2 separate regions of the Anas platyrhynchos genome follow, and region 1 is linked to region 2. A link is a contact called in public Hi-C data. All regions are on one chromosome and are shown on one strand. The core of a region is the stretch at or near the end of the contact, and the rest is flanking DNA. Distances in the headings are between cores, read along the strand shown.

What was found. A called contact is a pair of places that touch in the nucleus more often than the background predicts.
Region 1: a Hi-C map of subcutaneous adipose tissue shows a contact between it and region 2, with 1.6 times the contacts expected there. The contact joins the enhancer-like site here to the promoter of LOC101795869 in region 2. A contact is called at or near these places in 4 of 8 Hi-C or Micro-C datasets (liver, skeletal muscle and subcutaneous adipose tissue).

Annotation. Positions count from the first base shown.
Region 1 is chr2:154,580,778-154,586,674 of IASCAAS_PekinDuck_T2T, reverse strand. It overlaps LOC101795869 (mitogen-activated protein kinase kinase kinase 3), which reads right to left. Exons shown (of 17, transcript XM_027450359.3): 6 at 3,272-3,385; 7 at 1,735-1,846. Among named protein-coding and RNA genes, the nearest start is that of ACAA1, 21 kb to the left of the region's middle. Within about 2 kb of position 2,729, at least 3 of the 8 cell types and tissues checked have an H3K27ac peak or open chromatin away from gene starts, as enhancers often do. A contact at or near this core is called in subcutaneous adipose tissue, where this site is marked.
Region 2 is chr2:154,535,021-154,541,230 of IASCAAS_PekinDuck_T2T, reverse strand. It overlaps LOC101795869 (mitogen-activated protein kinase kinase kinase 3), which reads right to left and starts at 3,074. Exons shown (of 17, transcript XM_027450359.3): 1 at 2,765-3,074.

The sequences.
Region 1 (5,897 bases), core at 1,480-3,979, 46 kb before region 2:
AGAACAGATTCTCCTACAGAAACCCCAATCTCTTAGGATGATTTTTGATTATCCACCAAATCGAATCCAGGGAAACACAACACAGGATTATATTTCTGTCTGTCTAAGGCCTGCTCTTCAGCTCTCTGTTCCATCTGCCATGCTGCTCGCCCTTTCAGCTCGCTGAAGTTTCTGTCCAGCTGCTGGAGAGCCCAGATCTGACTCCAGAAATCATCAAAACGAAGCTGGTGGATTGCAACAACCCCTGTAAGTGGGCTGTGGTAGCTTCATACGGAGCCCAAAGAGCTCCAAAGAGGCCTGGAGAGCTGCTGCCATGCAGGTTTGTTGCAGGCTCTGTCCAAACTAAGAGCAAGAGTTGTGGTTTGCACGGGAATAAAAGAGGGATGGCTGTGGCAAGGGCAGCTAATGATGCAAAAGCACCAAAGATCCTGTTTGGGATGCAGTTTGCATGCAAGGATCAATTTTCTCACTGCACACAGGATCAATTCTGCCTATTACACTCAGTTCACACATCAGTGACAGCTCACGGTGCCGCAGCTCTTCACTGGGTTACGTTAACAGCTTAGTTAGTGCCAAAAAAAGCCCTTCAGAGATGTCTTGCTCAAGCAGTTTCTGCTGAGGCTCTGCGCTTTGCCATGTCCTCGTGTCTGCATTTCATTCAGAACCATCTATAAACTCTGCCAGATTCTGGGCACATTCTCAAGAGCTATGAAAGCTAGAAAACCAACAAACAAACAAACAAAAATACAACAGAAAAAGATATCGCTGGCACATCCCAGCAACAGGACCACAGAGAGCTCTGGTACATGCAGCACCCACAGCTGGCTTCTTTCAGAATTGGGCATTGCTGCACAAGAGGCTAAACTGGACCTACCCTAGAAGGAAATTTCTTTCTATGTCATTGTCTGAGCCGCAGCAAACCAAAGGATTTGTTATCAAGGCAGTGCAGACTGTGAGAGACAGAAAGAGCGAATCCTCGGAGAGCAATACTCTTTGTTGCACAGAGTTTGGAAGCTTTCAGGTTGTATTGATAGAGATGCTCTTTGGAGGGTGAAGGATATCTTCGCGTATCTGAGAGCCCCACTTTACAGATGGGAAATAACTGGATGAGCACACTGGGGCTCTGTAGAAATGCCCGTGTAAGCATCACCCACGGATGTAGCAGGGAACATTCACTGCTAGACAAAATCACTGAGCCTGCCTGCTGTAATGTGCAGACTGACAGCCCTGCTATATGGACCGACGGGCTGCTTTACCGGTGCTGCACAAGACTTCTCTCTCTACAAAATCCCCCAAGGATTCTCGCCCAAAAGGTCCTACAGACAGACTGCCAGCAGCACTTAGCATTTCAAAACGCTCCGAGTTATTTCAGAAAGCAAGAAAAACACCAACTCAGGCACATAAAACAGAAGAAAAGACCATGTAAGATCCTCACTCTTCGTTTCAATTAAGCTCAAATTCACGTTTTCCCCCTCACGTTACACCTCAGATCATCTGCTCTTCCTTCGTTTCCACGCCTGACTGGACTTGCTGCTCACCACAACCTTGGCCACATCCTTGCAGTTTCTTCCTCAGGCTGAGGATAAGCTGTAACTGCACTGAAATACTGGTGGGAGACCTCGGGGTAGACAGCAGACCATAATACTTACAGGGATTGTGAGGGAAAATGGAAAGGGGACGGTGGCCCTGCTTGTAATAGCACCAGCAGCCCACAGAGCACCACATCTCACTGACCTGTTGAGTATTTCCGCGTCCTCTCAGAGTCCTTGTACAGGGATCCCATGATGTCCCCCATGGATCTGGAGATCCTCATCTCGTGCTGCTTGCTGTTGTTCGGCTGGAGGAGCTGGGGATCAGACAAAGGGAACGATCAGACTCTGCCCCTTTGCAGAGGCACCCCGTGAAAACCTCTGTTTGACTCCTTATGGCCATACTAACCAAGAAGCATTAAAAAAAAAGACCCCCAAATCACTCACAAGTTACATCTGTTACTAAAACGCTGTCAAACAATAAAATTGAGGCCCAGTCAGCAAAAGTAAATACAGACATATGACATACAGACTGTTCCTGCACTGCCTGATTTCAGGATTGGTACGGAGATTGAGTCTTGCCCTGAACCCACGTTTGTGACCCCAAAAACTTCTCCTCTGTGCTCCCTCAGTGGCAGACCAAGCACTGCAGAGGCTCCTCTGTACAGAGCAGACAGCAGACAGTCAGTCTTCGCTACGGAATACAGAGAAGGACTGCAAAGAATTTCCAATCCAGCTGGTAACTTAAGTGCAGCCTGAGTTACACTGGCAGGACTTGCTGGTGGCCAATCTCACCAACGTACCGTGCTACAGGGCGTTGTGATTTTGTGAGGATTTTGTGTATGACCTCAGAATGATCCCCTCGCCTGCAGTACGTGTTGCCATGCTTCAGGAAAAGCTCCACCAGCTCCAAAGGGATATGTGCATCTGCCTGGCTGCCCCGCTCTTAAGTAGCTGGCATAATGCTGCAATATTGCTGCAGCTAGGAGCAAGTGGATTTAGGAAATCCCAAATGATGGCTCAGTTTCCCCCTGGGACTCTGCTCCCTGCACCTTTTGGGCAGCTCTCAAAAGGAGCAGAGGAAACCCAAGTGCTGCAAGGACAAGCACTAGGAGTTTCAAGGCTCTCAGCCTCTCTTGTACTTCTAGGAAATATAAGGGAGAAACAAGAGTTGCAACATCTGCAAATCTCTTGTTTTACAGCCTGTGCTTGGGGCAGAACGACATGTGCTTTGGCAAGGCGCTCCGTGCAGGCGAGGTCAAGCTAACAGGCTTAGCTGCAAAACCACTGAGCTCAGGGAAAATAAATAAATAAAAACAAATAATAATAATAATAATAAAAAAGACAGTCCCGCGTGACACTGAAGGATTCTCTGGGTTGTTCCCCCCTGGCTGTTAGGATTTCAGCACCACAAGGAGGGAAGGGTCCCTGTGCTGGGTCACGGGGACAGCCAGCACCTCCTCCTGCATGTGGAGGGGATGCAGAGGAAGGGTGACAGCCTCCCCAAGCCAAAAAAAGAAACAAGAGGGTTCCCTGGGGGCTTCTTAGTTTGAGGATCAGTACAGCTTTAACCCTTCAGAGGTTGCAGGAGGAGTGGGAGGGAGCTGAGCTTGGTCTCCAGGAAGATTTCAGACCCCCCGAGGCCCAGCTCTCCCTCCGTCAGGAGACTTTTCCCCCTCCCCAAGGCAATAACGAGGCGCCTCACTTCGGACACGAAAGAGGAGAGAAGGTGAGGAGCTCACATTGGCTTTCTTTGGAGCGCTGACGAGGATCCGCAGGCTCTTCAGGGAAGGGCTCAGCTCCAACTGCTCCAGCGCTTTGTCCAAGTCTTCCTGGGATTTCAGCGGGATCAGGAGCTGGAAGGGATTGAACAAACACCGGAGCACGGCAGTGTCACACCGCTGGGTAAACAAAGGAAGCCAGATCCTCGCCGTGAGCAGCTTGGGAATGGGGGGACGAGGGAGGAACCCGAGGAGGCGGATGGAAAACAGAGACCCCATGCCCTCCAGCTCGTCGAGCTGCAGTGTTTTCTTCCAAGTTCTCATCTACCGTGGAACGGACGCAAGAATCACAACACAAACCATCTGCGAGGAGACAGCTTAAAGGTCAGCTCACCAATTCAGCGAGCGGTCAGAGGAGAGGGCTGAGACGAAGCCTTGCTGCCTGCCGTTCTGGGGCTGCTCTGATCTGGGAGTTTGTAGACAGGACCTGCTGCTATCCCGCGCCAAATCAGCCCCGTGCTTAAGCGGAGTTTGGGTTTCCTCCCTGGAATAATTTGAGTTTCTGTGCACTGACAGCTTCCCCAGCGTCTGGGCATCAGATGAGACAGGAACACCTCAAAAACTGGCCTCAAACCCTTTGCTGTGAGAGGTGTGCGCCGCTTTCCCTGCCAGAACAGCTTCTTTGACACCCAGCAGGACAGATTCAGCTCTGCTTTTTAGATGGTAAACAGAGTTTCCCCTCCTAACTCCTGAGGGAATTCGACCCCCTGGCATCGCTGTGTGCTGTACCACATCCCGCAGAGGGACTGCAAAGCTCCCAGTGCCCAAAATGCAACTATTTGCCCTCAATGCCCTACAAAGCAGGCTGCAGACTCTGTAGGTTGCCCAGGGTGCTGGCACCAAGAGCAGCCAGCAGAGCACATCACGCTCCTGCCTGTGCCAAAGCACACATGGGATCTGCTTACCAAAGGGACCGGGCGGCCACAGCGCCCAGTAAAGCCCCACTGGCCTTACTGGGAGCCCTGCCCTTGTGAAAGGCGGCTCTCTGGGTGCTCAGAGTTCATGTCCCAGCCACAGCAAACATGCCTCAGATCCACTGCCCAAGAAAAAGATGCTCAAACGTTGCCTGTGTCTCCCTTTTTGATCCATCCCAAGGTGTTGCCACCATTTTGGCTGCTGGCCTGAAGGTAAATACGCCTCCGACCGCGTGCACTAAGGCCAGGGCTTTGGGGATGTGCAGGTCAAGGGAAGGCCCCGGCCAACACAGACAAGGTTTCGTCTCAGGGAACTCCTCCAGTCACCTCTTCCACCCCCAGACCACAGCCTGAGCCTGCCAAGCTTCGTTTCAGGTGTTTGCGTGGCTGCTGTGCGGGCACCTCAAGGTTTAGGTGGTGTTTCTCCTCTCCTGGGTGAAAGGGAGGTCAGCTTTCAGCCCCGTTTTGCAGACAGGGAGCTGGGTCACACACAGGCTACCTCTTTTAGAGGCTAAACACTGGGCTTAACATCGTCATCCCTCAAGAGATCAAAGCTGTGGGTAGGAGGGAGGCCTGAGCTTACACCTACCCCAGGCTGAGCCAGGGGTGTTCTGCTTTAAGGTACACAAACACGGTTGATAAATTTCCACAAAAAGCCACAAGAGACCCTAGATCAAAGCTTTCAGCACACTCACCCGTGTGAATTAGGTTGTGCAGCCTCTGTCCAAAAACTATTTCAATGTTTTTGTGTCAGAAAAAGCCTCTAGGAGGAACCTGAGAAAGCCCTGCCACAGAGCGCTCCGCAGTCTGTCAAGGAAGGGACTCAAGTCCTCAACCAAACCAGCTGGGGGAAAATTCAAGGAGATGAACCTAACCAAGTGGGGTTTGGCAGAGAACACCACCAGCAGTGTTGTCTGGGCTGGGCCTCACAAGCCAAGCTGGAAATAGATTCCCAGTACGGGTCGTGTGTGAGGAGAAAGTGCTCCCCAGGCAGATACCAACCACTTGGGGCTTTCAGGAGGTTAAAGCACAGCTCACGGGTCCCACACGCTGCTCACCCATCTCCCCACCGAGCTCCTCACAAGCGTTCAGAGCTGCAACCCCTCAGCTGCTGCTGTGAACAAAATGTTCTGCAGCTCACTCCAGGCTCACAACTTTAACACATTCGCATGCCTGCTCCTGAGGAGCCAAAAATATCAGGCAGAAATTGCCCTCCCAGGGCCTGGAGCCAGTGTTTGGCTTGGCTTTACCGATCACCCGCATCTGGCAAGTAGATTTTGCTCCTTTTGGCTTCTACACTGGGGCACACATGGGTATCAGGGACAGATATAGGCATGGAATTAAATATAGGTCCAAGAAATAAGCCTAAGAAAGTGATTTCACAGGGTGAGTTTTCACCAGCCACAGCTTTATTGCTCGGACTCACTGCGTAAGACACTGCAGAAAGCCAAAGAATAGTAGGAAACGGGGTTAGGGAAAAAGCTGAGAGGTCAATTAGTTCATCTTCCTGCCCCATACAGGGCTGACTGGCATCAACAATTCTCGACAAAGGTTTGTTAAATATGCTTTTACACAGCCCTCCCCCCCCAGTGGAGCTTCTACCGTTTCCCTAGGCTTTAACTCCCCTCAGCCTCCTGAAATGATGCTGAGAAGAAGCGATGGTTGCCTCTAAA
Region 2 (6,210 bases), core at 1,825-4,324:
CAGCACTTAGAGCCTTCCAACCTGCTTCACAAGGGCTTTTAACCCCACCAATTAATCCCTAAAGCAACTGCACAGAGCCTTTCCCCCTGTGAATCACCTGGTTATCAATCAGATGACTTGCTGCTATTTAGCTCACAAGCTCCACGCTACAGCAAACTCCTACAGCATTCACACTCCCCCCTAGCCAGGGCTATTTTTTCAAGTTTTTTAGTATTAAATCACAACCTGAATGCTCAATCCATCCAACCCCCTTCCACCCAGGCTGTTTACAAAGCATCCCACGCAGCAAACTGGCCAGCTCCTTCCAGGATCTGGCCCGCGCTGCCGGGCATGGCCCCAGGCTGCCCGGACTTTGTCCCGTGCCATTTCTTCGTCACCCAGCCAGATTCCACCCTGGGTTTCAGTTTGGTGGCAGCTCGTCCTCCCCGATCATCTTGCACAGTGGGGAGGGCGAAAGGAGAGGAGCTTTGGCCGAAATAGTCATGATTTTGGGGTAAAATGTTAGCCAACAGGGGTTTTATCGCAGCGGAGGGCAGGCCCTGCTAGGGATTCTCATTAAATCCTGAGTCACTTGGTCTCCCCTGACATTTGTTTGAGGATTTTCCAGGGAAGGGAAAAGAGGCTGAAGAATGCATTTTGGAGCCAAAACAACCTCTTCTGTGGCGTACAGGTACCTGTCACCCTAAAAGCCTCAGCACCTGCAGGTCCACCCCTGTGGGTTGCCCAATGCTCTAGGGACCGGTGCAGGATGACATCCAGCACCACATCCCCGTCCCCACAAGAAGATGCAGGGCTTGAGCGTGCACCTCCTACACCCCACCTCACCAAATGCTTCTCCCCAAACCACTGCAGCAGCGGGTAAGCCAACTTTGGGCCAAATTCCTCTCCACTACGACTCATGCTGGGACTGCAACCTGTCTGTTTAAGCCAAGGGAGCATCTCAGCGCTCTTGCTCTGCCATCCTGTGCAGCCCATCTTCTGCAGGGAGCAGGCTTTGAAGTGCGAGGCATCTATTTTTCGGTCTTGTGTTACTGACGGGACAGGGATTTGGTTGGAGCCCAGTGGCATTTCGCAGGTCGGGACAGACACGCTGCCCCCGTGGATGCTTTCCTGGAAGGATTCCCAGAAAACACCCGGTCACCTTCACCTTGCTGGAGCTTAGATAGGAAAATAAAGTCTGGGGATTCGGGTTCGGCATCAGCGGGCCATTTAGAGCTCTTCTCAAAAGGCTGAAAAGTGCCTGAGGACTCCAAGGAAAAAAAAAAAGTTGAATTCCATATCCCCCTTCCTATGGCTCTATAATGCGTTTTCCATCTCGCTGGTGCACAGCTGACATTCTGCACATTGCTGTGCACATTGTGCTTGGCCGCAGCTCCGTGCGGAGAGGGGAGTGGAAAGGCCAGAGTCCAACCAAGTTCCTGCTGCCGTCGGGCACCAGCGGCCCCAGCTCCCAGGACAGCAGGGACACGGGACACGCATCCTTCTCCCGTGTTGGACCTCAGGAAATGTAAAAAAATCCAGAGATTTGGAGAGATTTGTCCATCTCTACACAACACAGGCTCTCCATCCCAAATGAAAATCCAGGCTACATCTCTCTGAGCGAGCTGTAAGGGTCTCCAAAAAAAGAAACACACTGCCCCTCGGCACACGTAGCCACGGCAGAGTTTCTGACGGAGATTTAAGACTGATGGAAAAAAACTCGTGGTACCGAACCCCATTTGGGGAAGGGATGTATAAAAGAGCCTTTAAAGCCGCAGCCCACCAGGCTGGCAGCCCGTCCAGCCACGCATCCTGCCTCCAACAGAGGAGCTTTTACAAGCCGGGAAAACTTCCTAAGGCAAAGACTGTGCCCGGCTGCAGAGGAAAGCCCCAAAATCTCAACCCCCTTCTATTACATGGTCTGGAAAGCAGACCCTCAGATGCAGCTATGCCAAGATGCATTTATTCAAGCCTTGAAACTCCCAGTGTCACCTAAACTCCGTATAAACCCCAAATCTCCAAAAAAAAGACCCTGTTATGTCGCATTCCCCATCCTCAGCGTTTTGAGAAAGCCTTTTGAGGGGTTTCACCCCTTGCACCGGCAACGCGGGGCCAGCCCCAAACCAGAAGCAAGGTTTAATTGCAAAAAAATTAATAAAAAAATGAAAACGCCACCGGGTTGCGAACCGAGAATTGGGGAGGAAGAGGAAAAAGCAGCAGATGAGGGGAAAAAAGGCTTTTTCTGGGTAAAATGGGGCCGGCGAGAGACACGCTCACTGCAGGGTGGTGGGTGGAAGGCTTCGTGCTGAGCCTTGCCTTGCAGCCAGGGCTTTGGGAGCAGCTTTTTTACCCCGAAATGAAACCCATCCTGCTTTTCTGTCCCCTATAGGGCTGCTGTAGGACAACCGTGTCGGGCACCAACTTGGGGAGACGGCTGGCGGAGCCAAACCCGAGCAGCCTGGAGGAAGGGGACACCAGGACCAGGTTGGGAACCCAATCTGCTGCCTCTAAGGGGACATCCCGGAGGTGGGGGGGTTGTTATAGGGTGCCCAGCACCCACAACCCCCCAAATCCCAAAAGTGCTGTAGACAAGCAACACCCCTCCCTTGCATTGCTAGAGGATGGGGCAGGGAAAAACTCGAAATAAAACGCCTCCAGAACCAGACCCGGACACGAAACCCCAAAACCGAACCCGCGGAGCCAAACCCGGACACAAAACCCCAAACCCAAATGGGGCAGCGCGGCTGCAGCCCCCCTCCCCGGATCCCCTCCAGCACAGCCTTACCCGTCCGGAGAGCGGCTATCCGCGGGGAGCCATGCGCGGAGGCTGCGAGTGCTGCTTTGGCACGGCTGGGCTGGCTTGGATTTGGCACGGCACGGCTCGGCTGGGCTGGATTGGGTTGGGTTTAGCACGGCTGGGTTGGATTAGGTTGGGTTTAGCACGGTTGGGTCGGGTTTGGCACGGCTGGGTTGGGTTTAGCACGGCTCGGCTCGGCTCGGGCTCAGCTGGGTTCGGCTTCGGCTCGGGCTCGGCTTCGGCTCGGGCTCGGCTTCGGGTTCGGCTCGGCTCGGCTCAGGCTCGGCTCGGTTCGGGGGGGGGGGCGGCGCGGGGCGGCGCACAAAAGCGGGAGGAAGCGGTGACGCGCTCGGGCGCCTCCGCCAATAGGGAAGCGGCCAAGCCCCGAGGCCACGCCCCCACCCGCGGCCGCCCCGCGTCCCGCCGCCAGGGGGCGCCATTTTGTGCCTCACCGCCCCTCCGCCGGGGGGCGCCATTTTGTGGCCCCTTCCCCGCTGAGGGGCGCTGGGGGTTGTGTGGGGGTGGCAGCCCCGCTGGGTTCTCAGTCCTTCAGTTTCTTCAGTTTTTGGTTAATTTGGGCTAGTGAGGTGTTGTTTAGCCCTTGGGGAGTCCAGGGGGTGGGCTGTTGAGGGAGCCGGTTGAGGTTCTGTGGAGTTTGGTGAGGCGGGGGGCGGTTGGGGGGGTGAGGAGGGAGGGAGGTGAAGCCCCCTCATGGAGCTGCAGCAGGGGGGACAATGAAACTGCTTAAACTGTGTAGCTGTCTGCACACAGCCAGGACATGAAAGGATTGCTCTTGTCACTTAATTTGCTTTTGCCACTTCAGGGGGGCTGAGGGAGAGCAGACGCAGCCAGGACTGAAGGACCCCCAGCCCTTCCTGGGCTGTCAGCGATGCCCTGCACAGCGACTCCAGGCTCCTCAGACAGCCTCGGGGCTGCTCTGACTCACACCCACCTGCCCCAAGGCTCCTTGGTGCATCCCGGTCCCTTTGGGCTTAGCCCTCGAAGGCTTGAAGGCAAAACAAGTTAAAACAAGGCCTGAGCCTCAGAGATGATGCGAGTGGGGCCTGAGGTTTGCACTAGAAATCACTCACGCTTGTGAGAAAGGCAGAGAACTCTCGCAGACGATGGAGAAAGTGAGTAAGAGTGTTTTGCTGACTGGTTCCCCGTTTCCCCATTTAGTAAATGCGTTGTGGAGAAGAACAGGAACAAAGTCAGTCTGCAGTTGTGTGGGAGAGAAAAAAAAAAAAAAAAAAAAAAAAAACAGGCAGAATCCTAAACCCAGACCCATTCACCTCAAGCTTTTCAGGGCTGGCTGCTGCAAGAAAGTTTCAGCAAAATAAAAAAGCCTATTGCCTGTAAAGGCAATAGAAACCCCAACCAGGGACCCCTCCAGAGAGCTTCAGATCTCACAGCCCCGCATACAATCGCGTGACCTATTAATAAAATCCATAGAAACCAATTCTGTGTACCAAATAACAGCAGATGGCTCCAGCCCAAACCGCTCCGGGTTCCCTCACTCCATAAATGATTTTACTGGGGCTAGTCGTGATCTTGATGTAATTGAATAGGTTTCACTCTTCTCCCTCTCCCTCCCCCTCCCCAGAATATTTGTGCAGCTTACGGAGAGGCATCCAGGGGGACCGAGCTGTTGCTGGAAGGAACCTCTGACTCCAGCTTGCCTCATCGGTTTGGGAAGCGGCGTAAGTCTATCCTGAGCCACCTGGCTTGGAGAAGGAGGTTGCCTCTCTCTGCACCTTCCCTCTAACCCTTACAGCTTTTAATAAAGCTCTGGTAACTTGGCACATTCAAAATGTTTGGCTCCTGCCCATCAGGGATGTATGTAATGAATTCTTGTGCAGATGCATTTCTGAAATGAATCAGATGTGTTTACCTTGGGAACCAGGCACAGGGCTCCAGGACTTGGGTTTCGAGCATATAAGGCACTAAGTGACAAGGATCTCCTGTAAAACCTCCTGTTTTTAATGGGAATCCATTAGGCAAGCAGCAGTTCCTTGTGAAAACTCCTTCCAAAGCAGTTTCTCTTTCCTCAACTCGTTTGATGCTCCAGGAATCCAGCTGCAGGGATTTCGGTTCTAGGGTGTTCCTGAACAATGCAACGCCCTCGCTGTGTGCAAAGCCTCATTCTGTTGATGCCAGCAGCTCTCTGCTGATGGGCGTGCTGAGGACCTGCCCCAAAATTCTGCCTCCTCGAGCTGCTCCTGAAAGCATTGCTGAAGCCTGGCAGGATGCGTGGAGGTGTGTGGCTCTGCGTGCTGTGGTACAAACACAATCCAGCAACCCTCACCACCTTTCTGGAGAGGAGCAGGGAACACACAGCGGAGAGCTTTATGGAAAGTCAGTGCAGACGGTGGCTGTAGTGGTTGTAGCGTCTCTCTTATTTCTTATTTCTTATTTATTTATTATTTATTATTATTTCTTATTTTTTATTTCTTCTTATTTCTTTCTTGCTATGCAGAAATAAGAGAGACACGGAGCTGTTTTCTGTCCCTGAGGACAGCAGACACGGCACACCTTGTATCCACACAGCCTGCTTCTTCCTTCTTTTCTTTAGGTTGGATGTTAGGAAGAACTTCTTTACTGAGAGGGTAGTTAGACATTGGAATGGGCTGCCCAGGGAAGTGGTGGAGTCCCCATCCCTGGAGGTCTTCAAAAGACGTTTAGATGTTGAACTGAGCGATATGGTTTAGTGGAGGACTGGTTAGTGCAGGCCTACACCACCCTGACAATATCTGCAGAGAAAAGTTGGGTAACACCAGTGGGTGCTAGTGACATACAAGAAAAGTGGATCTGCAGCCCCAGAACTTGCAAATCACAGCCCTGGGCAGTTCAGTTTATGCTCCTCCTTTCATGATGTCAGCACCAGCGTTTGCTGTGGGGAGCAAAAGGGGAAGACACTTGGCTTTTACCTAACTGCTGCTATTTTGGGCTGTGGCAGGGTTGCTGAGCCCCCATCACTTCCCAGCTGCCCTCCTCTTCCTCTCGTATTGCACGAAATGCTCCCTGGTCGTTGGGATTGTCCTCCCTGCATGGGATCTGCTATGGGAAAGCCCTCACAGCAAGCAGGCTCTTTGCCTCAGTGGGTTTTGACTTCTTTACTCAAAAAATGCAGAAGGCTGAGTGTGACAGCAGCGTGCAGCAGCGCTGATACACCAAAACACAAAGGTTTTAACTCAGAATTTATCCCCACCGGGTGGGATTACACCGAAGTTAAGTTGTGTGGATGATTTTTTTTTTTCCTGGTAGCTGTCACGTGTGCTTGCATGGCTGGATGTAACTTTCCGTGCCGCCGTTGTTCCATGACTCACCTTCTCTGCCTAAACAAAGGCAGAAAGAGCTCCAAGGAGGACAAAGTGAAAGTGGAGGGGACCCGATTGCAGGTTGGCTTGGTGAGCAAACGCTATTACTGAGCGTTT